Regions from separate parts of the Mus musculus genome. Here regions 1, 2, 4, 5 and 6 are each linked to region 3. A link is a contact called in public ChIA-PET, HiChIP or PLAC-seq and promoter capture Hi-C data. All regions are on one chromosome and are shown on one strand. The core of a region is the stretch at or near the end of the contact, and the rest is flanking DNA. Distances in the headings are between cores, read along the strand shown. Region 1 holds the start of Pth1r (parathyroid hormone 1 receptor). Region 2 holds the start of Fam240a (family with sequence similarity 240 member A). Region 3 holds the start of Klhl18 (kelch-like 18). Region 4 holds the start of Tdgf1 (teratocarcinoma-derived growth factor 1). Region 5 holds the start of Dhx30 (DEAH (Asp-Glu-Ala-His) box polypeptide 30). Region 6 has its middle 16 kb from the start of Prss42.

Region 1 (4,628 bases), core at 1,719-4,218, 270 kb after region 3:
TTTCTCTGGGAACCCTATCTGAAGGTCCTGGCCCATCTTCCTGCTGAACAGCAGCTTCTCTGGCTACAGCTTCTTCACTTTTATGTGAGCTGAGGGCTCTCTAGGGCATCCTTAGAGTAAGGAATCTCAGAGGACAAGACTACCCTTCTGCCTGCTCATAAGCTGAGAGCCTGCCCTTTCTAAACTCCACTCCTTCTATGTCCCTCTCCAGGCTACTCTTCTTTGTGAGGACAGATGGACCAGGTGAGTCCAGCTGTGGTCAGTGTCCCCCCAATAGGATGCTCTTTGGTCCTCCAGCCAAGGTCATGGGAGAAACGAGCCTGGACTTGGATCTGGCTGAGCACGTCACCTATAAGTTTGGTGGCAGCTGATGTGGATGGTCTTTGTCCGTACCTGTACACATCGGGACAGGGCAGGAGCCCCCCCCCCCAGGCTTAGGAAAGAGATGGCACAGGCTGCCAGTTGTTTGCTGACTCCAGCTGAGCCCAGGGATCCCACAGGGTGGTGGGTGAGTGAGTTGGCCAAACTCCTGTTCCTTGGACTATACCCCTGCCTCCGTCCCTTGGACTATATACCCCTTAGAGTTGAAGCGGGAGACGGTCCAAAGTCAGGGCATGGTCCCTGTATAGCCACACCAGCATCTGTCTTTCTGCCTTCAGCTTAGGACTCTTCTAAACCAGGAAGTTCTCTGCATATACGTCAACTTCCCTACAGAGAACTATGGGGCCCTAGGGGTTCCACCACACTTGAGGTTGCAGGGCTTGATACTTGGTTATCATAAGAGACAATGGCCATAGTGATTGTGGATTTACCTGAGATAAAAAAACAAAACAGGGCAAGTACCTTTCTCAAAGGGTCGTGGGTAAAACCTAACTAGATGATCTTCGTAAAGCGCTTAGAACAACAGACTGACGAACAGAAAACTCAGAGGCATTTGTTGAATACAAATGAACAAACAATGGACCCGTGTGCACACCCATAGGGTGCACACGTGCACGCACACACATGCATTAGACAGCTGTGCTTCCCTCGGAGTCATGTGCGGATGCAGAGCTTCAATCACATGTGAACTCGAGTACACACAACCCTACGGACTGACTCAGATGCCCATAAAGCCTTGTGCCGATAAACATTCAGGCACACACTGAGGAAGGATATTGTACCCAACAGCCACATGCACATATATGTGTACACACACAGAAGTCACTGAGGGAAGTTCAGCAAATAGCTCTCTCCCCCGTGTCCGGAGCACCTCCTGAACAGTCTCTGGCTTTGATTGTCCTTTGCTGGACTAGAATCGAGGCTATGGGCACAGGAGGAGGACATCAAACTGCTAGGGTGTCAGGCAAATGTTTCTCTCGTGCTCTCTGTTCACAGATGGGCAACTGAGGTGTGCAGAAAGAGAGTCGAAGGTCACACAGCTGTAGGCTGAGCTGGGGGAGCCCCACAGCTCCTGTGTCCTCGAATGTGAGACACATGCACATATATGTGTACACACACAGAAGTCACTGAGGAAAGTTCAGCAAATAGCTCTCTCCCCCGTGTCCGGAGCACCTCCGGACTGTCCTATGAAGGAAGCTACTTGCTCTGTCTCTCTAGACCTTGGTCAGGGGTGGAGTACGGGGTGGGGGGCAACAAGACCTCAAAGTCAGGCACAAAAACTGATTCAAGAATAGGTTAGGCACTTGGGATGGGACCACTAAGGGAATGAGAGGACAGAAAATCTCCCCTCTCTGAGAAATGGCTAACAGACCCTAGCCCAAGATGAGGTCGAGTTCCAGCTTTCTAGTTGTCTTCTGTTCTGAGTCTCTTTCCGCTGGGGTCCAGAGCTCTCATCCTAACCCCTTTCTTTGTCTGTCTGGCCCTCTCCACTAGTCTGTTTCTTGGTATTCACCCTCAGACCACGCACAGTACCCCCCAAAGATCAGCACACTCATGTCCCACAGCACATATCTTCTGCAAGGTGTGCTATGAGATCAGTGTCTTTTGGAAGACCTCTGTACCACACCCACCTCCCTGGGCAAACCGATTTCCACTTTGGGTAAAGCGGTCCCATTCATGCATACATCTGTGCATCTGTAGGATCCAGAGAACTGAGGAGGGCTCTAAATCCTACCCTCAAGTCTAAGTGATTTCTGACTTCTTGCACACAGCTTTGAGCACCGGGTGCAAACAAAACTTGCAAAAACGGAGCTCCCCCCGCCCCCAGCGCAGTGTGTGATACTCCACACCCAGAACCCGCTGAATCGCACAGTTACCACTGAAAAAGATACATACGACCAGAGCCATATGCTCACAGAAGCATGGTGTAGGGGAACTCCAACCACAGGTTTCCAGACCCAGGACCCCAAGCCAAGTCTTCAGAAGTGGGGAAACTTCAGGCATCTGGAACCTACGGTAAGACACCCCAAACAGAGCAGACACCAGGGTTCCTGGTTCATGGCTGGGGGGGTGGGGGCTCGGAGGTCCCATCCCAAAGTTCAGACTATAAGGAGAGCCCAAGAATTTGTGCCTACACTCGTCCCAGGAACCCCAAAGCAATTCCAGGAGTCCTGTGTTGGAGTGTGGACGGAGAGAGACTTACCAGCGCATATGCGGAGCTGAGCACTGGGCAGCAGAGAAGGAGCGCCAGGCTGGGTGCGATCCGGGCGGTCCCCATCGCCACCGCCTAGGGCCGCGTCCCTCGGGGCAGCCGCCGCCGGCCCTGGTGATGGTTGGAGGGTGCAGAGCTGCGTCAGGCCGGGCCGCCCCGCCCACGCCCCGGCCTAGGGGACCCCGGCGTCCGGGCGGCCGGAGGCCCCGGAGCCCGACGCGGGGCCCATTCGCCGAGGGCGAGCGAGAGAACGAACCGGCGCAATGGAGAGAGGGAGGGCGGAGGGAGGGAGGCAGCCTGAGGCCGGGCGGGCGGCGGGCGGGCGCCGAGCGCTGCTGAGCGGCCTGTCTGCCTCGGAGCGGAGAAATCACATCCATATGGCTGGGCCCCCCGCCCCCGGCCCGCCCCCCGCTCCCCTCCCGCGCCGCCTTTTCTTTCTTTCTTTCTCTCTGTCTTTTTTCTCCCCCCTCTTTGGGGGAACTGGGAGCCGTGGCTTCGCTCCACGCCCAGTGGGGGAGGGGCGGGGGAGGGGTCGGGGTCGCGGTCTGCGGGGGGCGACCAGGCTGTTATTTTTAGCTCCGCGGCAGTGGGCAACAGGGGAGTCGGGGCGGGGCAGGGGGCGCGTTTTGAGTTGCGCGGGGCGTGCAACTAGGGGATGCCATCCTGACTTTTGCAACCACACTGAGCCCTTCGGCGTTTCTGCCGCCAGCTCCCGGCTCTCCCGCGGCATCGTGGCCGGCTCCCCGTCTCAGTCTGGACCCCCGTGACCTTGTTGCTCACCCCCTGCACCCCATTTCCCATCTTCCGAACCCGCGCTGCGTGCGCCCGAGCGGCACGGGCGTTTCTGCTGCCCCGACGCTGAGGCTGCCTGTCTGCTTGTCAGTCGGTCCTTTGCTACCGTCCACCCACCACCCACCCTCCCCGCGCTCCCCGGCTTTGGCCTCTGCTATTCCAACGGCCCCAAGCTCGGTTTCGGTCACTCCCTCGCTCCCCCCTCCCCTCCTCTACGAAAACATTTGCAAGTTTCCAAAAAAGCCACCGAACTGAGCGGCAGCGGGGCTGGCGACTCCACAGGGCTCCGAGGAGGCGCCGCAGACTGACACGGAGACGGGGCAGCCGGGCCCGCCCTGGCCGGGCCCCGAGTCCCCTCCTGCCCGACTCCGGCCTCCCGCGCCCCGCGCGCCCGACCCCCCACCCCCATCCCCCAAGCCCCGACTTACTCCGAGCTCGCCGCCGCGGCCCCCGCCTTGCCATGAATGTCGGGGCCCCCCCGACAGCCTCCCCAAGCCAGCGCCCCGTCCGCAGCCCCGGGGGGACTTCATGGAGCTCTCGGGATCCCCCCCTGGCCTGCCTGGCCTCCAGAGCCCCCCGCCCGGCCGCTGCTCCGAGACGCCGCCCGCCTTGCGCGTCCCTCGCCTCGGCGTCTGCTGCTCCCCTCCCCCCACGGCCCGGAGCCTCTTCCCCCCCCCCTCCGCGCCCTCCCCGGGCCTCCTCCGCCCCTGCCCCCGCCACTGCCTCTCAGGCGGGTGTGTGCAGGACAGAGCCGAGCCCGCTGTCCCCCATCCCGGGACATCTCTCCAGAGACCCTGCCCCGGGTCTTTCAGCAGAAGGATAAGTGTTGCGGGGACGCAGTCTAGGGAGCTCTGACATCGGGACCTGAGAACCGTGGCTGGGACGTTGTCTCGCTTTTGCTTTATTCTTTCCTTTGGGAAAGCACAGACCACCCACCCACTACCCCGATCTTCCGGCCCTTGCTGATGAGCGGGCGGCCACACGAGAGGAGCCACTGGGGAAGCCTCCTGGTATTTCTCGCGCCGTGGGCCGCGGCGCTGCCCGTGTACCCATGGGGTTCCTGGTCTGGCTATGTGGGGACCCTGGGGAAGCTGCTCCGCCTCCAGCTAGAACCAGGCTATGCAGCCAACGCCCTCGAGTCCTGCCCCGCCCTAGACTGGTCCTTCATCCCCTGTCCCACTCCTAGTCCTGGGGTCTAGCGGATCGGAGACTCTGGTGGTGCTCCTTGGTCTGGACCTTCGTT
Region 2 (5,132 bases), core at 350-2,849, 440 kb after region 3:
TTTCTAGTACCTTACCTTATTTTTAAATTTAAAAAATATGTATGAATATTTTGTCTGCATGCATGTCCGTGTCCCACGTGCATGCCTGGTGTCTCAGAGACCAAAAGAGGGAATTGGATCCCCTGGAACCAGAACTACAGACAGTTGTGAGCCACATGTGGGTGCTGGGAATTGAGCCCCCCAGAAGATCCCTCTCTTTCAGAGCCGGCTTTCCAGCCCCTACTTTATTTCTTGATACAAGGATCTTTCACTAAACTGGAGTTGGCCAATTCAGTGAGACTGGCTAACCAGAAGATTCTAGTGATCTTCCTGCCTGCCTTCCTCCCCAGCACAGGGGCTGTGGGCCGGCACTGCTGTACGTGAATTTTTTTTTCTTCCTCCTTCCCTTTCTCCCTCTTGCTCCGCTCCCCCCACCCCCTCCAGCCCGAGTGGCAAATGGTTTACCACTTCACCAGTTACCAAAAGTGAGCCATTTCCTCCTACGTCCGTTTTGTAGCCGCCTTTTTCCTTCTTCCTTCCTTCCTATCTCCCTCCTCCCCTCCCACCTTCTTCCTTTCCTTCCCTCTTTCCTTTTTTTAAACAGTTTAATGTTACCCAGACTTGCCTCTGAGCCATCTCCAGTGCATCCATTGTACAGCTTAAGACTTTTTTTTTTTTTTTTTTTTTTTTTTTTGTTTTGTTTTGTTTTTCGAGACAGGGTTTCTCTGTGTAGCCCTGGCTGTCCTGGAACTCACTCTGTAGACCAGGCTGGCCTTGAACTCAGAAATCCCCCTGCCTCTGCCTCCCAAGTGCTGGGATTAAAGGCATGCCCTGCTTAAGACTTATTTTTATTATTTCAAATAATCTGTGTACATCATTCCTGTGCACGAGGACGCGCGCGCGCGCGCGTGTGTGTGTGTGTGTGTGTGTGTGTGTAAATGCAGATACTCAAAGACACCAGAGGTGTTGGATCCCTGGAGCCAGAGTTACAGTTGTGAACATCCACATGGCAGCTAACAACAGTCTGTAATTCCAGTTCAGAGGCTCCAATACCTTCTCCTGGCCCCCAGGACTCTGCACGCACATGCTGCACAGGCATACAGGCATACAGGCAAGACATCACAAGAAACATAAACCTTTTTGAAATGTGTTAAGACAGACATGTGCTGCGTACTTTCTCAGGGCGCTCCTTCCTAGGCGGTGCTCCTCGGACTCTCTGTAGCACGCCTGCTTCCCGATCTCCCTCTCCCAGAACCGCTTGAGCTCATGGCAGCTGTTCCTGCAGAAGACCTCTCGACGGACATACTGATTGTTCATCCCCTGAAAAGACAAGGAGACATTGAAGCCCTTGCAAGCGTGAGCCTTGGATTCTGCAGGATACAGGATCCATTTGAATACAGTTTTCTTATGACCCTGGCCAGCCACAAAGCCGGAGGCACCTGGCCTCCTGAGAACATCCCTTGTCAACACATGGTAAGAACTGAAGACAGATGGTTCAAGCATGGAGAGTGGAGTGAACCTGGACAGGAGTGCCGTGAACACCCGCCTGGAGGAAAATTCTGTCATTCTCCTTTACTGGAAGGGGAACCACTCCTTAGCAGTAAGCTCAGGTGTGTGCACTGTGGGTTTGGGACACCCACGTGAACTAGGCAGTGACTCACTGAGCGGTGACAGAAACCACTTGTATCATCTCAAATGATAACCTGACAAGCTCCGAACTTCTGAAAGGTTTGAGCCTTCTGCTCAAGGGATGTGTGACACGGAGTGATCACAGGGTTTGATACAACAAACACCTAGCTGTTTTCGGTCTGTATGCACACACATGGGCACCCCATTCATGCTAGATGGCCCTCATTTTCACTTTAAGGAAAAAAAAGAGAGAAAGAGACAGGGTCTCTGGGCTGGTGAGATGGCTCAGGGGTTAAGAGCACCGACTGCTCTTCCAAAGGTCCTGAGTTCAAATCCCAGCAACCACATGGTGGCTCACAACCATCTGTAATGAGATCTGACGCCCTCTTCTGGTGTGTCTAAGACAGCTACAGTATACTTACATATGGTAAATAAATAAATATTAAAAAAAGAGAGAGAGACAGGGTCTCACTGTGTGGCTCTGGGTGGCCTGGAATTTACTGTGTAGCTCATGCTGTCCTCAAATTCATAAAGATCCACTCAATTTTGTCTCTGCAATGCTAGGGGGGAGAGAAAGAGAGATGAGAGAGAGACAGAGAGAGACAGAGAGAGAGAGAGAATGGGGAGTGTGTTCAAAGCTAGTCTGGGTTACATGAAGAGTACCAGTCCAGTTAGGGCTGCATGAAAAGACCCTATCTGAACTAAGAAAGGTCAGCACCTGCTCCAAAGAGGCGTGCACAGGAGACGCCAATCTGGAGGGAAAGTCGTGGCTCAAGGGACGTAAGAAGGTCTGCCCATATGTGTGTGAATGAAATCAATGATGCCCAGACCATCTCTGCAAGGCATGCTGGGGCGTAGACTACAGGTGAGAGTGGGTCTGGGGGAGTGGCGACCAAGCTGCCTAAGGTAGCCTGGGATCTACTGTGGCCAGAGTAGGAGAGACGGACGGATGGACGGATGGATGGATGGATGGACGGACGGATGCTGCAGTGTGCACTGATTCTCAAATGATCCAGAGAGTGGTCAGCCCCAGGGGTATCAATGAAGACCCCCCTGCTGTGCCTTGGGCCTGTGTACCCCTGGGGAAAGCCAGAGGGGAGAACCTGGAGAGCAAGGCCAGCAGTACTGATGGAGATGAGGGTGTGACAACTGAGTGCTGATGTCACAGCAGGGAGTGTTGAAGGGCCACCAGGACTCCTAAAAATCTGGCCCATAATTCTGTCATGGTCAGTGGCCATGAGAGTTGGGTGGGGTCTAAGGAGAGCTTGAAAACAGACGTTCTTTCCAGACCTCTGTCTTCACTGAGCCCATGTCCCCGGCTTGTTAGAACAATTCTCTGAGGGCTGAAAAAATGGCTCAGTTGTCAAGAACTGTTCTTCCAGAGGATCCCATCCCATTTCCCAGCACGCATGCTGGGCAGCTCACAACTGCCTGTAACTCCAGCTCCATCCTCTTCTGGTCCCCAAATACATCCGCACTCAAGTGCACACAAACATTCCCTCCCACAGACACCAATTAAAAACTTTAAAAAAATCTTGCCAGCAGGTGGTTGTTGCACACCTTTAATCCCAGCACTTGGGAGGCAGAGGCAGGGGGATTTCTGAGTTTGAGACCAGCCTGGTCTACAAAGTCAGTTCCAGGATAGCCAGGGCTATACAAAGAAAACCTGTCTCAGAAAACAAACAAACAAACAAACAAACAAAGTTTTGAATACATTTACAAGCTGAATATCTTATCCAACATGCTTGAGACCAGAAATAGTTAAAGATTTTTTTAAATACTTACATACGCATAATAGAATGTTTTCCCCACTTTAAACATGAAACTCATTTGTGTTTGGTGCACGCCCCACACACATGGCAGGGATGCAGTTTTAGACATCGTTTTTAGAGAATTTCATGCATGAAACAGCTTCACGATGTGGGATCTTCCACTGTGGCAGTGTGTCAGCACTCAAAAAGATCCAAAGTTTGATTTTTATTTATTTATTTTTTTTAGTATAGAATACAGTTTATTTAGGGTGGGGAGGGGAGTAGCAGGGGCAGAGAAAGGCAGAGAAAAGGAGAGAATAGAGAAGTAGAGGCTGGCTGTGACTACGTGGGGTGGGAGTGGAGGAATGGAGAGAGAGGGAGGGAGCAAGGGGGCAAGAGGCAAGGGGAAGAAGCAGGAGTAAGAGCTGAAAAAAAATTATTTTAAAAGACAGAGTCTATGGCCCAGGCTAAGCTGGAACTCCCTACATAGCTGAGAGTAACCTTGAACTTCTGATTCTCTCCTTCCTACCTCTTGGGTATTAGGATTACAGATATGCACTGCAATCCTGACTTGGGTTTGTTTTGTTTTGTTTTGTTTTGTTTTGTTTTGTTTTGTGATAAACATCTTACTATATTGCCTTGGCTAGTCTCGAACTTCTGGACCCACTCAGCATTCCTAGGGTTAGGACGAGAGATAGCCTCAGACCTCAGACTTTCTGACTGTTCTCTGGTGGGGGATCATCAAAGCTGGGGGAATATAACTGACATCTCAGGATAGAGTCCATTTTCTTTGTTTGTACACAGTGCTGTCTGGTTTCCTGGGTCTGTGACTGACTCTCATTATGCCTGGTCTGCTCACCGCCATGTAATGCTTTGGTGGCAGGGCAACCACTGTTTCTAGGTTAAGCAATGTCACCCAACAGCCTACACCCAGAGGAGCATCAGGGAAGCCCTTTCGTCCCTCTGTCCTTGAAAGGCTGTCACATACCCAGAGGTATTCCATATGTGTATGAAGAAATAGAAAAACCCCAGGCAGTGGGATGGCTCAGAGTATAAAGCACTTGCCACCAGTCCTGAGTTGGATTCCTTAGCCCAGCATGGCAGAAAGGGAGAACTGACTCCCTCCTGCCTGTTGTCTTCTGCTTTCAGGGTCATGCTGGGGTGTGTGCCACACCCCTGAAAATCATTTTTACTAGTGCACTCTATTTTCATCTCCCTCAACTCCTTAATCTGTTTTCGTTGTCAGTGTCACTAGGCCCACAACTAGAGCAGTTGCTGTCGGTAACTTTGAAGCTTCAAGAAAACCAGGGGTGGGTGGGAGAGATGGCTCCACCTCTCAGAGCAGTGGCTGCTCTTGCAGAGGACCTGAGCTCAGTTCCCAGCACCAACAGGGTGGCTCACAACCATTGGGAACTCCAGTTCCAGAGGGTCTGATGCTCTCTTCTGACCTCAGAGGCACCGGGCACACATGTGGCGAACAAACATGCCAGCAAAACATTCATAATAAGTAAAATAAATACATTTTTTAAGAAAAGAAAAAGAATCAATTACAACTTTAGAAACACACTTTCAGCACAATATGAAAACGAGAGCAAAGACAAGTGAAAATATCTAATACTCCCATCTGCCTCATCCCAACAGCTGTGCTGGGATGACACAGGGTCCCCATCCTGCACTGACTTGGGCTCTAGCGGAGTGGGCAGGGGATTCTTATCACAGACATAGACACCTCTTGTGTCAGCTGTTGGGATGGGAGTTTAGACAAAGTGGGTC
Region 3 (4,965 bases), core at 274-2,773:
ACAAAAAAAAAACCCCACAAACAAACAAAAAAGAATCATCTTTAAACTGAGTGGTGATGGCTCACATCCTGACTTGAAAAACCAAAAACAAAGAACAAAAATTATTTTCACATTTCGAAATTTAAACTTAAAGAGATTAAGTAATGTGCCCATGGTTACAGCTAGTGTGTTCTTTCTCCAAAGCCACCCTCAGTTTGTTTTGCTTTTTAAAGTGCCAAACCATTAACCATTCAACTTTTTTTTTTTTTTTTTTTTTTTTTGAGACAGGGTTTCTCATAGACCTGGCTGTCCTAGAACTCACTCTGTAGACCAGGCTGGTCATGAGGTCTGCTTGCCTCTGCCTCCCAAGTGCTGGGATTAAAAGAGTGCTCCACCACTGCCCAGGAGCCACCCTATTCATTCCTACCAGTCTGACTCGAATACATGGAGAAGCAATGCTTCCTTAACTCAGTAGAAGATAAAGTCTAAGAGGTGTCTGTGTCTTTCTGTTGTTTTGAAACAGGAAGAGGGAGTGTCACACCGAGACAGTAAGAGCCTTCCAGGCAAGGTCCAACAGGAAAAACCACAGGCAGGCAGTATCCCCACCTGGAGGGATCTACCTGGCTCAGCAGGGCACCAAGGTGCAGCCCTGCACGACTCAAAGCACAGGGGGCACTGGCCCTTGACACCAGACCAGAATGCTGGATGGGAACAGGTGGCAAAAATATCCCTCTCCCCAAACAGTCCTTTAGCCTGGCCTCCAGGACCTTTTAAGGTGGTGACAGTAGATTGTTTTCCAGCATGGAAGAGAGTAGCCCACATCAAAAGATTTCCAGATCCGATTCTAAAAGCGCCAAGGGCAAGCAATGACTCCTGAAGAGAAGGCTTAGCATTTACAACAGCACAGCCAACTTCAAGGAGCCCAAAGAAATGACTTTAGGACAAGATAGGATGTCTTAGTGGTACCCATCGGAATGTGGAGTCAGCCACCGCCCCTTCCTCCATGGTCTGCCTGTAAGAACATTTTCTCTTTTCTGTATGACAGAAAAGGAGGCGGATACCCCAATGTCTCCTGCTCTTAGGGCGTCAGAGGCACACCTCTCAATCTTTCCTTCCAATGGCTGAACGGCTGTCCCCTTTACTCTCCCAACTTGGCCTCATTTCCCCCTCTGCGCTTGGCACCGCTCTCTACTACTCTGTTCCCCTCTAACCTTTCTCCACCCACAGTCGGCTGGACCACTCTTCCCCTGTCCACCACCCTTTTCTTCCCGCTCAGTCCCTTTCCCCTCAGCCAGCCACCGCCCAGACCATGGTACCTTTAGCGTCACGTCGCATAGCTTGCCCTGCCGCCGGATCTCCTCCATGACGCCGTAGCCGCGACTAGGCAACTCCGACACGGAGAAATGCACCAAGTCCTCCAGCTCCTCCGCGCCGTCCTCCACCATCTTCCCCGGCCGCCGCAACTGCGCAGGCCTGGCCAGCAGGCTTCACACTAACCAGGGCGGGGCAAGGGCTCACGCTGAAGGCTGCCCAGAACGCGAAGCCGGAATCTCACTGGCCTGCGCGGCCACCGTACCCACAAAGTCCTCGACACCGGAAGTCTCGCTGCCCCGCTTCCTGGTTTATACATAGCCTTTTTCCCCCCGTAACTCAAACTCAGGCTTCGCATATACAGCTACTCTAAGCCTTCCAGGTTAATTGACTCCATCTCTGTCTTCTTTGTTCAGCTCTGACTTTCCCTGTATCTTTAACGGAGAAATGTGGGCTTAAATTCCGCCACCACCCTACACTACTTCCGTAATCCCTGCAGGCTTCCTGTTGCCATGGCGACTGTGTACACAGCCAGTCGGCTAGCTGTCCTGGTTGCGAACAGAGCTCCCTCAAGTTGCTGCAGTTCTAGCGGTCGCTCTACCCGAGCGCCACTGCCCCGCGAGGTGAGCAGTGGTCACGAGCCGGTGGCGTTAGGTAAAAGGGAAACCTGGTGGGGATATCCTCCCAGCTGCTGTCAGTGGCTGGGTTCCTAACTCCTTTGGTTCTTTTATTTGTGAAAAAAAAAAAAAAATCGGAGACACCCCTGGAGATGCTCCTTTCAACCTGGTCGCAGCTTAGGGGAGCTAGGAGTTTCTGATGTTCCTTAGTCCCACGAGTCTCCACTGAGGTCCCACGACTTGCCTTAGACGGAGAGGGCGTGAGTTTGAGTGTCAGAGATCATTAAGACACGGTGTCATCACTTAGAGCCTTCTAACTACCGAAGAGGAAAACCCTCTAGAGGGGCACAGGAATGGGACCAAGGCAATCTGTCACACACATTTTAGAAAAGCATTCCACACACTGGGTGAGAAATAGGAGAGTGGCCAGTTTTGCCTGGGTGCAAACTTTGGGTTCATCTCATGCTGAGATGCAGTAGGACCCAGTGTTGTGGGTTTAAAGGGTGTTTGTTTCTTAGTCTTTATCCCTGATCGAGGTAAGAGCATGGTAGGTATGAACGCCTAGTGCCTATGAGTAATCCCATTGACTTCTTGTCAAGCCTTCGTGGGTGTTAATGTATATCCTGCTCATTCCCAAGCCCAAAACAAATGGAGAAACACTGACTCTCTCAGCACAGAGGTCTCCTGGTGGCTCGTCAGAGTCACTTTATTATGTGAAGTATGTAAGGACTGTGTTCAGATTTCTGGGAGTATTCCATCCTGAGGGGGAAAAAACACTACCTAATGGGAGGGTATCTTGAGACTGAGCATGGCTTCTTGTACTGGGAAATGAAGTATCCTCCCCAGAACGCTGCAAGTTCAGGGATTAGAGTAGTGTGGGAGGGGAGTGACATATCACATACCTTGGCACTCTCTCAGTAGTGGCTGAAGATGGTGGACCCACCTATGGAGATTCAGTCACCCTCTGACTTCCAGCCATGAGTATCACCATCAACTACCATTTCTTGAGCACCTGGTGTGTGCTGGGCGCTGTTCTGGACCTTGTGGGGGGCATCACAAGAGGTAAACGGCACGACCCTTATCCTCAAGCAGCTTGTAATTTGACTTGGGAGCTGAAGCCCACATAAATGAAGCGGCATAAGAACGGTAGCAAGCAGTACCTCAGTAAGTGCGAAATGGCATGTGCTTCCTTCCGCGGCACTGTTGGCTAGTGGGCTCCCGAGAGGAGTATAGACCCTCGGAAAGGCTTGTTGCCAACTGCGCATGACTCCAGGGATGCTCGGCGGCATGAGCATCCGGAGGACCCTGGAAAGGTCGGATGGGGGGGCTGCATGTGCACGCGCGCGTTGGAAGTTGTAGGGCAGAAACGGGGGGGAAAGCTCTGGAGCAGCCTTTGAGCTGGCCTGTGAACCCGCTTCCAGAACTCTCTGGATTCTTTGTAATTCCTTCTAGATGTTATACTCAACGGCACTGGAACCTTCCTGGGCAGGAAGATAAGACTCTTGGGGCTTGTGTTCAGAAAGGTTTCCCAGAGCTGTAGAAACTGAGTATTGAGTAAAAGAAGCACAGCTCCCATCTGGAGATACTAACCCCAATACTTGGGAAGCTAAGACAAGAGAATTGTGAGTTCAAAGCCAACCTGGGCTACACAGTGACACCCTTTCGCAAGGAAGACTTTATTTTTTTTTAATCGTGAACAACAAACCACTTCTCTCTGTTCTCAGTTCTCAGTAACAGAAAGTAAACTCGGAAGTGAAACCTTCAGTCTCCTTAATGTGGGGTCCAAGTTAGAGGCCGTGTGATTTTTTTCTAGAGCTCAAATTTGCAGACACACACACACACACACACACACACACACACACACACACACAAAATGTTCAGCCAAACTATGTTCTTTTCTTACTCCAATATTTTTCAGATTAATTTTCTAAAAACAAAAACAAAAACAAAAAAATTGGAAAGATCCAGCAGAGTGCTAGGGAAGACTCATGAAACAGTGACATGTGTGGACACAGAGGGTAACTTGGAGGAACTGGGTCTCTTCTTTGACCATGTAGGTTCTGAGGATCAAACTCAGGCCATCAAGCTTTGTGGCAGGTGCCTTTACCAGTGACATCTTGTGGGCCCTCAAAAGCCTTGTTTGTTTGACACAGGGTCTCAGTATGTAGCCTTGGCTGGCCTGAAGCTGGATTCGTAGACCAAACTCATAGACCCACCTGCCTGTGCTTTCAGAGTGCTAAGATTAGATGCATGTGCCACCACACTCGGCCGCTTAAATGACTTTAATACATACTAGCAGTAGTTCTGTGTCACGTGAGAGCGTTTTTCCGTAAAGGTATTTAAAAAATTACTAAACATCCCTTCAGAATGTTAGAAGAGTGAATCAACTCCTTTGTCTGGCATTTCACTTTTGCGGCTATATGCTTGCTATTCCACCCCACTCCCCCCCCCATCCCCCCAACCCTGTGTCCCCGTCTGCTCACCTGTCTACCTGCCCTCCTACTCCTTCCCTGTCTCCTCCTCCTTTAAAACTACAGGTTGCTTTAGGGGCAGGGGCTTCATTCCTTTTTAAACTGGCCCAACCCTGATGGGACAATTTAAAGGGAAATGTACAGTGAAGCCTATGTCATGCTCTGTGGACCTTCTCTGTACTTAAACTTTGTACATTGTGCAATAGTAGTTCCAAAAAGCCAAGTGGTGGTGGCGCACACCTTTAGTCCCAACACTCGGGAGGCAGAGGCAGTCAGATCTCAGAGTTCTAGGCCAGCCCAAACTACAGAGTGAATTCCAGAACAGCCATGGCTACACAGAGAAACCCTGTCTTTGAAGAAAAAGAAAAAAAAATAGTAGTTCCAAATGGGTTTGTCTTCTTTGAGCCAGGGCCTTGTTTATCCCAGACTGGCCTTGACCTCCATATGTAGCTGAGAATGATCTTGAACTTCTTCTGACCTTAATGCCTCTACCACCCGAGTCCAGAGATGTTAGGTAAGCATAGCACTGCCACCGGCACCTGGCTCTCAGGAAGGGCCCATCTTAGGGCTCTAAGGTGTCTCACTGG
Region 4 (5,144 bases), core at 2,223-4,722, 470 kb after region 3:
AAGCCCATAAGCAACGGTTCATGCAGCACTCTGGCATTCACTCCCCAGAGTACTCGGAAAGACCTATAGCACACGAGCCTACCTTTCAGGGAAATAACTTTCATGGTTGGACCAGATTGGTCACCTAGTCTGATGGTCTGATAGCTGGTCCCAGCATGAAGTGGCATCAGGAGAGAAACTGAGTATCAGAGACTATCAGGGACATTCCCTCTCCCTCTCTCTCTCTCTCCCTCTCTCTCTCTCTCTCTCTCTCTCTCTCTCTCTCTCTCACACACACACACACACACACACACACATACACACAGAGAGACATACATGAACATGCCTCACTCACTTTTATGACAAGCTAGTACAACCCACCCAGCTGCTAACTCACTCATCATGTCTCTTGGGGTAAGTGCTAAAGGGTTACTTCAGAGATGTGCCAAGAGCCATGACAGAGATGGATTAAGGCAAAAAGTCTTACTGTTCTGTATCCCCACGGAAGGCACAAACTGGAAAGACCGATCGCGTACGGCAGGTTCTTTCTGGTCCCAAATGCTGTTATCTCTGATGGCAAGGTCTCTCCCTGTATTGCATATTTTAGGCCACAAAATATTGTTGGTGTTCATAAGAAAAACACCTCCTCCCCACCATCCACCACCAAGTAGGGTGGTGCTTGCCAAAGGTCTCCACACTCAGGAGGAGGAGGGAGGATCCAGTGAGAGGCGACACTGAGCAGCCCTGTCCCCAAACACTGAGTGCTGGGGATGTAGCTCAATGGTAGTGTGCTAAGTAAGCATAAGGTTTAGCCCCAGTGCAGAGGGGGGTTGGGGGGGGGGGGTAGGATGGAGGGTAATCTGGAAGTATGTCCAATAGGTGCAGAGCCTGGGTTAAATCACATGAACAACAATGGCAACAAAAGTTGTTGGTCAAAAAAATAAAATAAAATAAAAATCAAAACCTCAGCTAGATTTGGTAGTGAACTTGGGAGGCAGAAGAATCAGGAGTTCAAGCTCAACCTTGACTGTGTTGTGAGTTCCTAGGCAGGCTGGGGTACAAGGTCCTTAAAGTGCACACATGCAGGCTGGTGAGATGGCTCAGTGGTTAAGAGCACTGACGGCTCTTCCGAAGGTCCTGAGTTCAAATCCCAGCAACCATATGGTGGCTCACACCATCTGTAACGAAATCTGACGCCCTCTTCTGGAGTGTCTGAAGACAGCTACAATGTACTTACATATAATAAAATAAGTAAATCTTTAAAAAAAAAGTGCACACATGCCCATATGTGGAGGGGTGGGGGGACAGCCTGGACTTGGTGACATCCAGTTTCAAAAACCTGAAACCCAACCATACAGGGGTGGCTTGCGCCTTTAAGTGAATCTGAGTCCAAGGACACCCTGGTCTACAAAGTGAGTTCCAAGGCAACCAGGGCTACACAGAGAAACCCTGTCTGGAAGCCTCCTTCCTCCCCAGGGGGAAAAAACAAAACAAAACGCCTGAACCCCAAACAAAAGAAAACTCACCAGCAACGGGTCCAAATTCAAACGCACTGGAAATGGCCACAAGCAAAACCACACTGGGAGAAGAAGATTGGACATCAGTTAGCAAAACCAAGCGTTCAGCGCAAGGGCACAGGCCACGAAGGAGACCGTGAACAGCGCCACCGCGCTGTCTCCAGTAACAAAACCGGACAGAAGTTCCCTCTCTTAAAAAGCCACATGTTGGAGCTGCTGGAGAGATGGCTCAGAGGTTAGAGCACCCTCTGCTATTCCAGAGGCCCAGAGTTCAATTCTTCCTGGTGGCTCATATCCATCTAAAATGAGATCTGGTGCCCTCTTCTGGGCCGCATGCACAAATGCAGGCAGAACGCTGTATACATAATAAATAAATCTTTAAAAATAACCACATGTAGAGTGACTGTGTGATTGTAGAGTTGGAAGGCTGCGCACTAGCAGCCCTAAGTGTCCTGGGGCTATGTTTAACGACCCAGTGGCGGCTGTTTATCATGAACCTCTCTCTCTCTCTCTCTCTCTCTCTCTATGACTTAGTATCCTTTTGACAGTCACATAAAGACCTCGGGGATGAAGCAGTGTAAGCAGATCACAGCTCCAGAAAAAACTGAGGCTGGAGCCCTACCCGATGTCTTCACTGATACAGCTAATGTTTGCATCATTTACACGTACACAGTTAACGTCTACAAGTCACATTTATACTTTCTTTTGTTCTGTGACTACCAAGGAGCTCATATAAGCTCTTCCATGTTCATTTAGGGCAATATGAATCCTTGTTCCCAAGCCACGGCCACGCTCGGAATAAACTCTTACTCTTCGGAACAAGGGCTGTGTTTTGAATTAACTGTTTAAAACAAGTCCCCAGCATCCAATATTTCATCATGAATATTCCTTAGGCCCCACCCTTACACACACAATTTTAAAGTTATAAAATTAAAAAGCTAAAACATTCTATTCTGCATAAGCGGCATATTTTTCCACGGTGCATTGTTTGCATATATAAATTCTTTTTTTGCATATATAAATTCTTAAATGGCTGTATGGGTTGGAGAAGACTTGCCAACCACACGCAAGCGCTGGTCCGACGCCCGGCTCCACGGGGAAAAAAAACTTGTCCTGTCACTTGAAATGGTTCCAAGTTCAATTGGTTTGTTATTCCTAATGTTTCTAAGTATTGAATTTATCTCTCCCATTAACGTGTAGAGGCAGTCTTGATTAGGCTGTAAGATTAATATTATGTATGCAAGAGAAGGAAAGCATTATTTCTCTGGCAGTCACCGACATGACTGATGGGACGAGCCCAGAGGGTGCTTTACAACCTGAGTCGGATGCCCAGAACCCAAATGATCGATCGGACTCCAGTGAGTCATCGTCTAACCTCCACTCGAGTATATGCGAGCGAGTGCCCGCGCGCGCGCGCGCACACACACACACACACACACACACACACACAAAGGCAATATAAAAAATTGACATTTTAAGAAGCCGATGGCAAAGCAGTATCTAACTATAAAGTTCCAGGTTCTTCAGGAAAAGCAGCAATGTTACTGACAAGGTTCAAGCAAGACAAAAATCAGAGCGTCATAGAACGTGATTTTCCGAAGTGGCTATCTCCAGCAACCAAAAAGTCAAGGTTAGCTCATACCTGGATGAGAAGTACCCCATCTTCGACGGCTCGTAAAAACGTTGGAGGAAAAGACAAGAAACACAATATTAGCAGATGGCTTTAGTTCATAAAGCCATTCTCGAAACACCCAAAGGCTAATTTCACAAAATGAAAACAGTAGATTAAAAAGAAAGATATGCCAAATGAGAGAGGCCCCCGTCCTGGAGAGTCTGTGGGAAGTTAGCAGCCAAGATCTCCGTGTAGACCGGCAGGGGATGGGGCCTCTTCTTCCTATAAACGGTTTGTGATTGAGGACTTCGGAGGAATATACCTCCCTTAAAAGAAACTTAAGGTGTTGAGTAGGACCCTCAGGTGGGCGGGGAGACGGGGCCCCACGCCCATTACGGGGCCCCACGCCCATTACTAGGCCAGGAAGCTCCGAGGGAAGTGAACTAGTTTGGTTTTTATGTAAATTCTCTATAGTCTGGTTATATGTAAATTTTCTATAGGTAAAGGGAGTTGAAGAGTTTAGTTATTCTACCAAGGTGTTCAAACACGAAAGTAATTAGGAAAGTCTAAACACCATACAGGCATTTGAAACTTCATTATCAAAATTTGTTGTTTTGTTTGTTTTTCAAGAATAGTTTCCCTAGGTAGACCAGGCTGGCCTCGAACCCAAGAGATCTTCTGCCTGCCCCTAAGGGATTAAAGGCGTGCTCCACCACCTCCAGGGTAACTGCCAAATTTTAACTCTGCATTTGCGTTCGTCGTTACTCCCAGTAGAGCCGGGTGCTGGAGGCCTTGAAGATGCGCTGACGGCTGGCGAGGACTTGTTTGGGTGTGGGGGAAGGTCAATGTCGGGAGGGATTTGAGTCTGGGTTTGGGCTAGAGGTTTTGCCTGCAGCGTCTGAATTGCAAGCCCTGGCCCAGAGCCTGCGGGTGGGCGCTGGGGCGAGCGGCTGCCTGAAGCTTAAAAATCAGTGGCCTCACAAGCACTATTGGAAGTCACTTGATTCTTCCGGGTCCTCAACTCAGTGCTAAGCTGCGGGTTACTGGCTTCGGTTTCTTGTGGGCGGATGGGGAGGGCCTTGACTTGCGAGTGGGGTTGTACCTCTCTGTTGCTAGGTGCTCGTCTGTGGCTGAGCCCGCTGAGAAACACATCCCTGAGTGATACATTTTGATATATATCTCACATTATTATATAGATCACAAAAGCTGGACCTGGTGGCAAAGGCCCGTAGTTCTAGGACTTGGGGAGGTGGAGATCGGAGGATTGAAGTGAGTTAGAGGTCAGCCTGGCCTTCAGTGAGTTTAAAGCCAGCCGGCGCTTACAGGGCAAGACCACTTTTCCTTTCTTCCTTGCTTTCTTTTGAGGGTCTCAAGATCAGGCTGGCGTGAAACTCGGCGACCTTTGTGCTGCCGTTTCACCAAATTCCGAGATTACAAGCACGTATCACCAAGCACAGCTAAGACCCAAGATCAAAATGACAAAACACAAAACCCTCCCTCACCTTCGCCCCTGGCTTCTATGGTGATTTACTTCCGTTTTAGTCGAGAGTGAAGACCCCGACAGGCCTGGGAATTCTGTACACGCCCAGTCTCTCTACTCCCCCCCACCCCCATCCCCTGTCACTCTGAGTTTCCAGCCACTTTTCCAGTTCCTGAAACCCTAGGGGGTGAGGGGCAATTGGTGGTGGTGGTGGGGGGGGGGAATCTGCTATTTCCGAGAAGGCTGGGCCTCCTTCATTAACAAGCTAATGGCTGATTTCACTGAGACCTTGACAAACAGAACCCTAGTCTGAATACACTAGTTCCCTGTAGGGATCAGAAAGACCAGATTCCTGCATTGAGACTGGAGGAGTGGAGAAGGGATTAGGAGGGCGACACCTTTTGTTTCTGTGTGGCTTATGTTTTCTACCAATGTAGACTAAAGGAATTATTTTATCCTGGCGGGACACACTTCTACAGTGTCTGCCTTTCCATGATCACTTGGGGATACTTGAGGGTGTGTCCTGGTAAATAACTGAGCCCTGAAATTGCTTGCT
Region 5 (4,487 bases), core at 1,758-4,257, 360 kb before region 3:
AACCAATAAGATAAAACTTTAATAAAAATCAATTACAACACCACTTACATAGAGAAGTTACATCCTATCAACACCATCAATGCAAATTAAAAGAAGAGTGTAGTTTGGCGTCCTAATTTTAAAGAAGACCTGAGTGTTTTAGGGTTTGCTTGTTTGGGATTTGTTTTGTTTTGTTTTTGTAGTAGGAATTATAGTCAAGGCCTTGTTCATGCTAAGCAATTGATTACCACTAAGCTATATCCACAGCCCATAAACAATACTTTCTTGCTAGGGAATTTTAAGTTAATCTGCACTTAAACAGACTTGGATTTTGTTTTAAATTTGGTTTTTGGAGGTTTTTTAGATAAAGTCTCACTCTGTTACCTAGTCTGGCCTAGAACTCACTATGTAGCCCAGACTGTGATTGAACTCAAAGAAACCCTCTTACCTTGGGCTGCCAAGTGCTGGAATTACAGACAGGAGTCACCATGCCCAGCAGAGTTTTGCTTTTAAAGTCTCTGGATCCTCTCTTGTCAACAAAGTTTCATATACCACAGTCTTTTCCTGTCTTCATCTCAAAAAATATGAGATTCAAGATATCAAATCATTTCATTTTATCGTGTTCTAGAACATTTCACAGAGATCCAAAAGAAACGTGCTTCTCTTATAATGTGGTAATGTTTTTAAAAAAATATTTGATTCAATCAAATATAATTTATAGAGATACATAAAATTCTAATAAGTCAAAATTTCTTGTGAGGAAACACAACTTCTAGTAGATTGCTTACAGGATGTCTTCAAGCCAGTAACAATGAACGCTATTCCTAAGGGGGCTACATGCTTTATGGTGTGGAAGAGCAAAACGCACACCGTGGCTCTATGAGCAGGGCTAAGTCACCTTACCTTATAAAAGCAGGGAGGGGCTCTGATTTTGCAGGCTTTTAAACTGGAGCTGAATTCTCTCCTTGCTATTCCTCATCACGAGGCTGGGCCTCCTGGAAAATAACAAGGTAAGGTCACTGGACTGGCAACCTTCACTCAGAGGCAAAACTATACCAATCATAGACATCAATGTACTAACTTTAAAAAGGTTTAACACAATAGCCTCACTCAAGAGGCCCCTGACCAGTTCTAGACCCACCAAATGTGAACTGTGCCACAGAGCATCCCTAAGAAAATGTTAAGAATCGCTTCTCGGCCTTTTGGCTAAGATCAAGTGAAGGAAATGTTAAGAACATTTTCTCCAAGCTCAGAGCAAAAGCCCCTTTGCTTTTCTAATCCCATAATGGCTATAATACCAATCTATCTAAAATGATACTTCCAGACTGGGAAAATTATACCCTCAAAATTCTCAAAAACATTTTTACAGTTTACAAAGAACGCCCATAGACTTGACCTCATGTAATCCCTGAAGCTAGCCTATGAAGAACATTCTCTCCCGGAGAAAGAAACTGAAGCACAGATATCTAATTTACCCAGGATCCCATAGCATCAGGACCGAATGAACTCTGACCCCATGGTTTACACGTTTCTATTACACGACTTTTCTTACATATCAACCTGTATTCTGCATATATCATGTTCATTTTTTGAAAGAATAAGTGGGGTCCAAAACTGGATAAAACTTTTTGGACTATAGCTTCATAAATTAAAATATTGAAAAGTTTGATCTTTGGGTGTCAGGTGGGGTACACCTACATAGAAACTTTGTCAAAGAATATATAAATGTAGAAGTAAAAAGCATTATCATAAATCTAAATAATAATATATAATAAAATCAGGAAAGAGTTCTCCTGCCTGGAAATGTCAGACTCTGAGATTTAAGTATAAATTATAAGATGTAGTCAAGAGGTGCATGGCACATGGCGCTGGGGTCACTGCATTCCAAGAAACCGTTGCAAGGAAAATCATTAGAAAAGGTGTAATTTTACTCTGGCCAGTAGGTTGCATCCAAAAACAAGTTGAGACCTTGCAGCTGGACGGCAGCAGTTTATTTGCTACCATGCATGGCGAACACCCATGAACTGGGGGTTGTAAGGTGAACAGTCTCTGCATTGGAAAGCCGCAATTAAAAGACCAATATTGCTTACACAAGGACTATCTAGAAAGCACATAGACGCTGTACTCTTGGCTTGAGGATTCTGAAGACCCCTGGGAACTCCACTTCACTGCAAACAAAGGACCCACCATGCATTAGGTCTTCCCCTGCAAAATGGGACAAGTCACTACCAGCAAACAAAGAACACCTCACCCCTTAGCCTCCCCCACTGACAAGGTCGGTGCAAAAGGAGGCAAACCAGAAGAGTCAAAAATGCACCAAGGCCTCCCTTTAGAGGAACGGTCCTGACCCGCACAGTGGGAGGAGGGGCAGACAAAGGTCTCGGGCACTCCGGAGACTTCCTCCGGGCCCAGCCTGGGGAAAACCGAGCATCCCCTGAGGCGAAGGCGTCGTCGAGCCAATGAAGCCGCCTCTCTCGGCCTCCGCTGAGCCCCTGGCAGTGAGGCCCGCCCCGGCGGACCGGTCTGGCCCCCGCCCCGCCCCGGCTCCATGGCAACGGCAGGCCGAGGCCTGGCTGCCCACGGCTCGGCCCGGCCGGCTTCCCGGGCAGGCCTAGGATGCCCGGCCTGCTCCTCGGGCTCGCCAGCTCCTCCTTCCCACTCTCTGCCAGGCCGCTAGCCGGACTCGGGACCCCTCCTCGCGCCGACCACCCCCGACCGTGTCAGGCTGCTTCAAGGGGCGCGAAAGGGTAGAATAAAAAGCCCAATTCACCTGTTGTTACAGATGTGAAACAAGCCTCGGTGCACGGCGCATGAGCCGCGGGCCCCCCCAACTACGGCCGGACTACAACTCCCACCAGCGACGGCGCGGTCTCTTCCGGGTCCCGAGGCGGAAGTCCCACCTGCGGCCCCGGCTCTGTTCGGCCTGGCTCTCTGTGCGGGCTGCCGCTGCCTTGGGGCTCGCGATGGGTTCGGCTGCCTAGGTTGTCTCTAGTGTTCCTCAGCCCACAGCGCGAGACAGTCAGTCTGCGCCTGCACCCGGGCACTGGCTGGAGGGAGCGCGGCTGTAGCCCCAGACACAGGCGGGACTTCCGGCGGAGCGGCCGGGGACGCGCGTGGCCTGTGCCGTGGGAGCCGGCGAGAGCCGGCGGGAGCTGGGGACGGGTGACCATCTCAGGCTCATCTCTCCATCCCCAGCCGCAGCTCTGTGTCCGTCGCGCCTTTTCTCTCCTGCGTCTCCCCTTGGTCTTCTGCACTTTTAGGGAGGTGAGCGATTTTGCCTCACAGAGACATAAACCAGGCAAAGGACAGGGTAGCGCTTGCTGCTGGCTTCGGGGGGTTGTGGTGAGGGACGACTGCGAGTCTAGGCCACATCGACACTCAGGAGCGAGGGGAGGGGGTTTGCCTGTTTGTCCTCTGAACAGAGTGAAGCATGGGTTCAATGAAATCCGCCGTCGATAAAGGAAACTCAGTGGCGTTGGGCAGTAGTTCACAGCTGGGAAGACAATATTTGAGGATGTGCCCTTTCGTGATATTTGGAGAACTAATACAATAGCTCGTAATTTAAAACAGACGAAGAAAATTCTATGTGCATGTGTGTGGTACCAAGTGACATGGCATCAGATCCTTGGAAGCTGGAGTTACAGGCTGTTGTCGGCCAGCTGTTATCTTAGGTTTTTTATTGCTGAGGTAAAAATACCACTTCTCACCTTATAGGTGACAACCTGCCACTGAGTAATGTCATATCAGGAATGGAAACAAAAGACATGGAGGAACCCTTGCTTACTGCCTCATGGCTGATACAACAGCCCCAGAATTTACTATCTCCCCAGGGGAGGCACCCTCCCAAAACCTCCACCCTGCCTAAAAGCCAGATTGGTGGGGGCAGTTTCTCAATTGTGGTTCTCTCTACCCAAATGACTATAGCTTGTGTCAAATCAACCAAAACACACACAACAACAAAACTACTAATCAGGCAAGTGTTCATAACCACTGAACCATATCTCCAGTCCGTTTTCCTATGCTATTTTTTGTGCAGCCATTTAAATGTATTGTTAGCTGTGTGCCACAGCACAGGTGACTTCAGCTGGTCCGAAGCTGGAGCAAGACAACTGGGAATTAGAAGCCAACCAGGATTGCATAGCAAGAAATGCTTCTAAACCTAGCATTCTGGAGACAGAGACATGCAGATCTCTGATCTGAAGAGTTCCAGGCCAGTCAGCGCAACATAGACCCTGTTTCAAATGAAGACGGAAAGAAAAGGAAGGAAGGAAAGTATACTAGTTGCTATTTTCCTGCTAGATTGCACAGAAGGCTAGGAGAAATGAAGGAGGTGAAACAAAGAATTGCTTCTTGAAAACAAAACATAGAAATCCCTGCAGTGCCCAACATGTTTGGTACATACTTGGAATCCCTATAGAAACAGGATCTTCAAGGCAAGCTTCATATAGACCAGTTTGAGTTATCCAAGACTGGATCTCGAACAGGCAAACAAATCCTTGTGCTGGTAA
Region 6 (5,066 bases), core at 1,015-3,514, 300 kb after region 3:
ATCTGACCCTGAGCTGTGACTTTATGCTGTACAGACCCTCAAAAGGCCAGAGAGGGCCTAACTCTTCCATGTTCATCCAGCAACCTACATTGAGCTCCAACTGGATGCCTCATCTGTATGGGAGCCAACGCTGACCCCTACTGGACTGATCCTACAGCTCCACCTCTCCTGAGGTGACCCAGAGCACCCCCCCCCCCCCATTCCAGCCTCCAGTCTCCACAGAGTCCTTTCTTCTGGACAGTTCTTCACATATCCCTCCTACCCACGTTGTGATCCCTAGCCTCAGTTTGCATGTCTTCTGCCTCAGTGTCTTCCCCCCATCCCCCCACGTCCTGGGTTTGCATATCAGCTGTTCTCAGACTCATCTCTGCCTTCCCATTCTACTAGGCTTGGCTGCACGTGACGTGACTTTTTCATGGCACTCCTAACTCTCTAGGAAACTTCAGGTTCCTGCAACAGGGTGTTCACTCTCAGGTCTCCAGTCTTGCTTCTGATTTCATATCTTTTTTCTGACCCCCTTCCCAGGTCTGCATTTTGAAAGGCCTGTCACTGGGCCCCCCAAATCCCAGTTGCTAGGGGCAGAGCTAAGCTGTAAAAAGGGTAAATTCTTGTAAGAAGAGTAGAGAGGACAATGCTGTTCTGGGGTTCTCCAGGATTCTCTCTTCACAGCCCCCCTGTCCCCCGCCCCCAGCTCCAACTGGGGCTCCAAGTTTTAATTTATCTTTTATTTTATTTTTATTATTGTTATCATTTTAAAAGATAGAGTCTCACTGTGTATCCTTGGCTGTCTTGGAACTCACTCTGTAGACCATGCTGGCCTTGAACTCAGAAATCTGCCTGCTTCTGCCTCCCAAGTGCTGGGATTAAAGGTGTGCGCCACCACCACCTGGCTCCACATTATTTTTTAAAATGTCTGGGCAGAGACTTGGAACTGCTAGGATATTCTCTCCATCATCTCCTCTCTCCTACATCCACTTTAATTAAAACCATTTTTTAAAACACATGTTAATTAAAAAGCAAACTTGTTTTGCTAAGTAATTTGGAAGTTCTGGTTATGCAAACCATAGCCATTCCTGATTTTTTTTTTGTTTTTTGTTTTTTTTTTTTAAAAATCCCTCATCCAACTTGTACCAGCGTCTTACGTACTCGAGACCCCTATGTGCACTGTGGCTGGTCACTCCTTTATAGTCTGTGTAGCCCATGGTGAGTCAGAGCAGGGTGGCCCGTGAGTGTCACATGTGGGGACCTGATGGACCAGTGTTGCTAGTGCACATGGAGAAGCTGGGGCCAGTGAGGACGGTGATGGTCAGTTGCGGGGTGAGGAGAGCCCTGGATGCTCACAGGCACCAGCCCAACCCCTCGCTCTCATCCCTCTGTCATGACTTCTGGTCATGAGATTCCTGGAGCCTGACAACCTTCATGTGCTGAGCAGCAACCTCCAGGACCCTCTGCAAGCAGCCCAGACCCCCTTAAGGTACAAGGCTCAGCAACTTTCAATTTAGTGGTTCCTGGTCCCCCGGCAGGGTTAGGGACCTCAGGCGATTACCATTTTGTACTCTGCCTGTTGGCGTCTCCAACTCAGACCCCTAGAACGGGAGTGTTTCCCTTTTGTGTGAGAGAATCCAATTGCAGGTGCGTCATTTCCACGATCCTAGCGTCATATTCTGAAACGCAGAATTTTGGGGGGTTACAGGAAGGCCAGAAGAAGCGGTGAATAAGATTATGTATGAGTCCTGACTGAATATGGAGGTAGGTCCTAGGTAGGCATTGTGGGACACCTCGACTGACCTGGACCTTTTGCCATTCATTCAGGGGCACAGGCTTAAGGCTGGTAATTGAATTAGATAATCTATCTTTTCTATGCTCCTGGCTGCTTTTTCCAATAAAACCAGGAGAAAGTGCTTCTGGGGAGGGGTGCAGCTTATCATATCACGCGCGCGTTGCTTCCTCGGTGAGACACATCCCAGTTTCACACCCCAATGACTCACGGTGGACAGCAGCGACACTTGCTGGTAACTGGCTCTCAAGGCTCTCAGTGTAACGGGGCGAGCGCTAGGGACACAACACTGCAGTTTCTCCCGCTCAACACCCACAGCCCGGGGCAGCCGCTGCAGCGCCGAGCTCCCTGGGCTCTCGGCGCTTCTGTGTGGAGTCCGCTTTGCAGCGGCTGGGAAACCGCAGGCGGGGCCGGCCGGGATGAGCTCACGCCGCCGCCCGCCAAGCAGCGCAGCCCTAACCAGCTCCAGATGCGGCGAGCGCGGGCCTCTGGCGCCCCCTGCAGGGCATCGTGCTCCTGGCCGGCTGTGGCCATGCAATCCGCACCGAGGGCCGGGTGGCATCTCCGCTTTTCATCTAGGCCGGTCGCCTGGCTGCCTTAGTTCCATCCGCTCCGGGTCACGACCCTTAGCTGCCCGGCTGAGTCTCTGGGTGCGGGTGACCGACCCCTCATGTTCACAGGCCGTCCGATCGGATCCTGCAGCTCTCCCCGCGCCTGGCGGTCCCGGTCCTGCCCTGGCCGCTCTTGCTCCTCTTGGCACAAACACCCGGGTTTCTACTGGGAAAGCAGCGGGGGCCTGACCACCGCCTGTTTTTAATAAGCAGCTGGTATTTCCCCGAAATCGCCGGCCCTGGCTGACCTCATGGGGATGACGGCTGGCTGCATGCCAGGGGTTGGGAGCCGGCTCCCGGGTGAGCTCCTGACGCCTGGCTTTTCAGAGACCTTGGCCAGGAGGCGGAGCTCTGGCTACTCATCTGGGCCCTGCTGCCCGCTCATCCAAAAATCTTGTTTGTGTCTGTGTGTAACCTGAGCCAGGAGCCCCTGTTCCTCCGTCTGGGCTCCGCGTTCAAATCCCGCTTTATGTGTGATCCTGGCAAATTGCTTTATCCTCTCGCCAACCACTCCCTCTGCAGCAGGATGGGACTTGTGGGGATTAGAGGGACCAAACGTGGAGAGAGTGGACCTCCAGAATATTCAAGCAGGCAGCAAGAGGGGACCAGAGACAGGCCTAGGAGCATGAGCAGGATGAGGGAGAGAGGAGGGACTTGGGTCGAGATTGTCATCTGCCTGTTAACAGGTAACGGCAACAGGGTGACCCAAATGACCAAGTGCTTAAGCAATGAAAGATCAGCATAAGATACTGTGGGACCCTAAAGGCTAGGGAGAAGGGAGGGCAGGCTTTCTGGAGGAGGGGCACTTAGGCAAGACGGAGAGCAGGGAGAGGAGGGCTGGGAAGAATTGTTAGTTTAGATGAAGGGTCCCCGTCAGGACCAAGGTATACTAGATAGAGATCCAGGGGGACTGTGAAACGCTGTGAGGAATAAGGGAGCGGATCCAGAAGCCTCTCCCGAGAGGGTGGACAAAGTGAGTGAGAGCCAGAACGGGACACCCGGCCAGTGAGGTGAGGAACGAATGGAACGCTGGGCCAGAGAAGGAGCAAAGAGACAGGGTGTGCAGGGCAGCAGGTGTTGGGACTACAGCAATGAGCAAAGCAGACGAGACAACACGCACTACATAGTTTATGGGTGGGTAGGGGACTTATGGTCAAAGGGCAGCTAGTCTACACAGGAGTTTAAGAATTTATAGTCCTTCTGGAGAGGTGGTTGTTGCTCTTCCGGAGGACATGAATTTGGTTCACAGCACCCAAATTGGGTGGCTCACCACCTCCTGTAATGCCAACTCCAGAGTCCTGGCCTCTGAGGGCACTACATGCACGCACACATACATATACACAAATTATATATGAGATAGACACATATATCAGATTGTGTGAAGGACTACAGGGAGAATTAGAGGGGCTAGGGGAATCGGGAGGGAAAGGGTGCGCTTGGACACCGTTTCACTCCTTTTGATATTTTGGGGGGTATGGAATCTTGCTATGGAGACCAGTCTGGGCCCTGAACTCACCATAACTGTTCTGCCTCCAGCCCCTGATCAATGAGATGTGAGCCTGTGCCATCAAGCCTGGCTATGTAAAGACAGGGTCTCCTTCTGTAACCCAGACTAGCCTTAAGGTCCACCTGCCTCAGCCTCCCTAGTATTGGGATGAGCCCCTCAAGGAACACAGATTTTGAGGGTGCCAGAGGAAGGACTCACATTAGAGGCTACATTAGAATGGACCTGACCCGACTGCCACTTAGCTGAAATGATTTAATAGAACATTTGTAATTAATTGAATGGTAGAGAACACTTCGATGTTATCCCCTTTGAAAAATTTCATTCTTTTTCTTAGCAGTCCTGGAGGCCAAACACAGCACAACACAACACAACACCACAGCTCAGATATTTTAAATATAATCAGAAAAATATTTTGGAGAGGATAGGGTTTCTTTTTTCCCCCTCCATTGTGTGTAACAACCAAACATTTTAGCCTGAATTTTGTTCCTTTGCCCACAAAGGCTAACATACTATCTGACCGTTTACAGAAGAAATTTGCAGATTATGGCTCAGGCCCAGAAGAGGAAACAAATTGCATGCATGACTGGGGTCAAAAGGTCAGTGCACAGGCCCAGAGGCAGGAGCTGGTGCTGAAGAGCTGTAAGAGTCAGGGGAACCCAGTCACAGGACACAGCCTTGGCTCTTAAAAGAGTTTGTGGTTCTATTAATGGAATATCTTTTCTAATTAGTTATTGCTACTGTTTGTATTTTGCCTGTATGCTGGTTTCTTCCCCCAGCCTTCTTGATTTAATTTTCTTAGAGTTTCATTAATTTTTTTTTTTTTTTTTTGGTTGGTTCACTTGCATTTGTTTTAGAAGAGTGTGTCTTCCTTAAACTGTTTGCGTTGCGTCCTGCCTATATATAACTTCTTTTAAAAATGATTTATTTTGCTTTTAATTATGTGTATGCTTGTGTGTGGGGTTTATACATGTGATACAGGTACCCACAGAGGCCTGAAGAGAATGTTGGCTCCCCTGGAGCAGGAGCTGCAGATGTGAGCTGCCTGCTGTGGGTGCTGGGCGCTGAACTCTGGTCCTCTGTGAGCAGCAAGTGCTTTTAAACCATGGAGCCTTCTCTCAGCTCCAATTCCTTCTTTCCCTCTCTCCACTCCCTGCTCATGCCCCCCCCCCAC

Evidence for each region. Promoter capture Hi-C pulls out the DNA fragments that hold promoters and counts their contacts. ChIA-PET counts read pairs in DNA pulled down with a chosen protein or histone mark. HiChIP or PLAC-seq counts read pairs in DNA pulled down with a chosen protein or histone mark.
Region 1: a promoter capture Hi-C map of embryonic stem cells shows a contact between it and region 3, with 2.2 times the contacts expected there. The contact joins the promoter of Pth1r here to the promoter of Klhl18 in region 3. A contact is called at or near these places in 8 of 39 promoter capture datasets (the 3T3-L1 cell line, cranial neural crest, embryonic stem cells and 3 more), 1 of 484 Hi-C or Micro-C datasets (nephron progenitors), 7 of 115 datasets of contacts at active chromatin or transcription factors (effector CD8 T cells, embryonic stem cells, large pre-B cells and 2 more) and 4 of 9 other capture datasets (adipose tissue, embryonic stem cells, liver and 1 more).
Region 2: an RNA polymerase II ChIA-PET map of memory CD8 T cells shows a contact between it and region 3, with 7 read pairs. The contact joins the promoter of Fam240a here to the promoter of Klhl18 in region 3. A contact is called at or near these places in 3 of 39 promoter capture datasets (cranial neural crest, frontonasal cranial neural crest and maxillary cranial neural crest) and 1 of 115 datasets of contacts at active chromatin or transcription factors (memory CD8 T cells).
Region 4: a contact with region 3 is called in an RNA polymerase II ChIA-PET map of memory CD8 T cells, with 10 read pairs. The contact joins the promoter of Tdgf1 here to the promoter of Klhl18 in region 3. A contact is called at or near these places in 4 of 39 promoter capture datasets (cranial neural crest, frontonasal cranial neural crest, maxillary cranial neural crest and 1 more), 1 of 115 datasets of contacts at active chromatin or transcription factors (memory CD8 T cells) and 1 of 9 other capture datasets (pancreatic islet).
Region 5: a contact with region 3 is called in a promoter capture Hi-C map of erythroid cells, with 5 times the contacts expected there. The contact joins the promoter of Dhx30 here to the promoter of Klhl18 in region 3. A contact is called at or near these places in 1 of 39 promoter capture datasets (erythroid cells), 1 of 115 datasets of contacts at active chromatin or transcription factors (memory CD8 T cells) and 1 of 9 other capture datasets (liver).
Region 6: an H3K4me3 HiChIP or PLAC-seq map of stem cell-derived neural progenitor cells shows a contact between it and region 3, with 5 times the contacts expected there. The contact joins the enhancer-like site here to the promoter of Klhl18 in region 3. A contact is called at or near these places in 6 of 39 promoter capture datasets (cranial neural crest, embryonic stem cells, frontonasal cranial neural crest and 2 more), 2 of 15 datasets of contacts at CTCF or cohesin (embryonic stem cells and pro-B cells), 1 of 484 Hi-C or Micro-C datasets (effector CD8 T cells), 8 of 115 datasets of contacts at active chromatin or transcription factors (acute myeloid leukemia, astrocytes, craniofacial prominence and 5 more) and 3 of 9 other capture datasets (adipose tissue, embryonic stem cells and liver).

The regions. Positions count from the first base shown.
Region 1 is chr9:110,739,642-110,744,269 of GRCm38.p6, forward strand. It overlaps Pth1r (parathyroid hormone 1 receptor), which reads right to left and starts at 2,969. Exons shown (of 14, transcript NM_001083936.1): 1 at 2,585-2,969. The coding sequence starts at 2,659. Gm35775 (a long non-coding RNA gene) reads right to left here and starts at 2,161. Exons shown (of 2, transcript XR_379891.3): 1 at 1-2,161.
Region 2 is chr9:110,915,299-110,920,430 of GRCm38.p6, forward strand. It overlaps Fam240a (family with sequence similarity 240 member A), which reads right to left and starts at 1,600. Exons shown (of 3, transcript NM_001195437.2): 1 at 1,499-1,600; 2 at 1,154-1,299. The coding sequence starts at 1,296.
Region 3 is chr9:110,475,171-110,480,135 of GRCm38.p6, forward strand. It overlaps Klhl18 (kelch-like 18), which reads right to left and starts at 1,524. Exons shown (of 10, transcript NM_177771.5): 1 at 1,296-1,524. The coding sequence starts at 1,424. It overlaps Kif9 (kinesin family member 9), which reads left to right and starts at 1,824. Exons shown (of 21, transcript NM_001163569.1): 1 at 1,824-1,944.
Region 4 is chr9:110,942,686-110,947,829 of GRCm38.p6, forward strand. Tdgf1 (teratocarcinoma-derived growth factor 1) reads right to left here and starts at 3,473. Exons shown (of 6, transcript NM_011562.2): 1 at 3,139-3,473; 2 at 1,506-1,558; 3 at 467-568. The coding sequence starts at 3,158.
Region 5 is chr9:110,114,609-110,119,095 of GRCm38.p6, forward strand. Dhx30 (DEAH (Asp-Glu-Ala-His) box polypeptide 30) reads right to left here and starts at 3,008. Exons shown (of 23, transcript NM_001252682.1): 1 at 2,750-3,008; 2 at 883-974; 3 at 428-553. It also overlaps Gm10615.
Region 6 is chr9:110,779,322-110,784,387 of GRCm38.p6, forward strand. No RefSeq gene overlaps it. Among named protein-coding and RNA genes, the nearest start is that of Prss42, 16 kb to the right of the region's middle. Within about 2 kb of position 2,265, at least 201 of the 459 cell types and tissues checked have an H3K27ac peak or open chromatin away from gene starts, as enhancers often do. A contact at or near this core is called in astrocytes, craniofacial prominence, liver and 1 more, where this site is marked.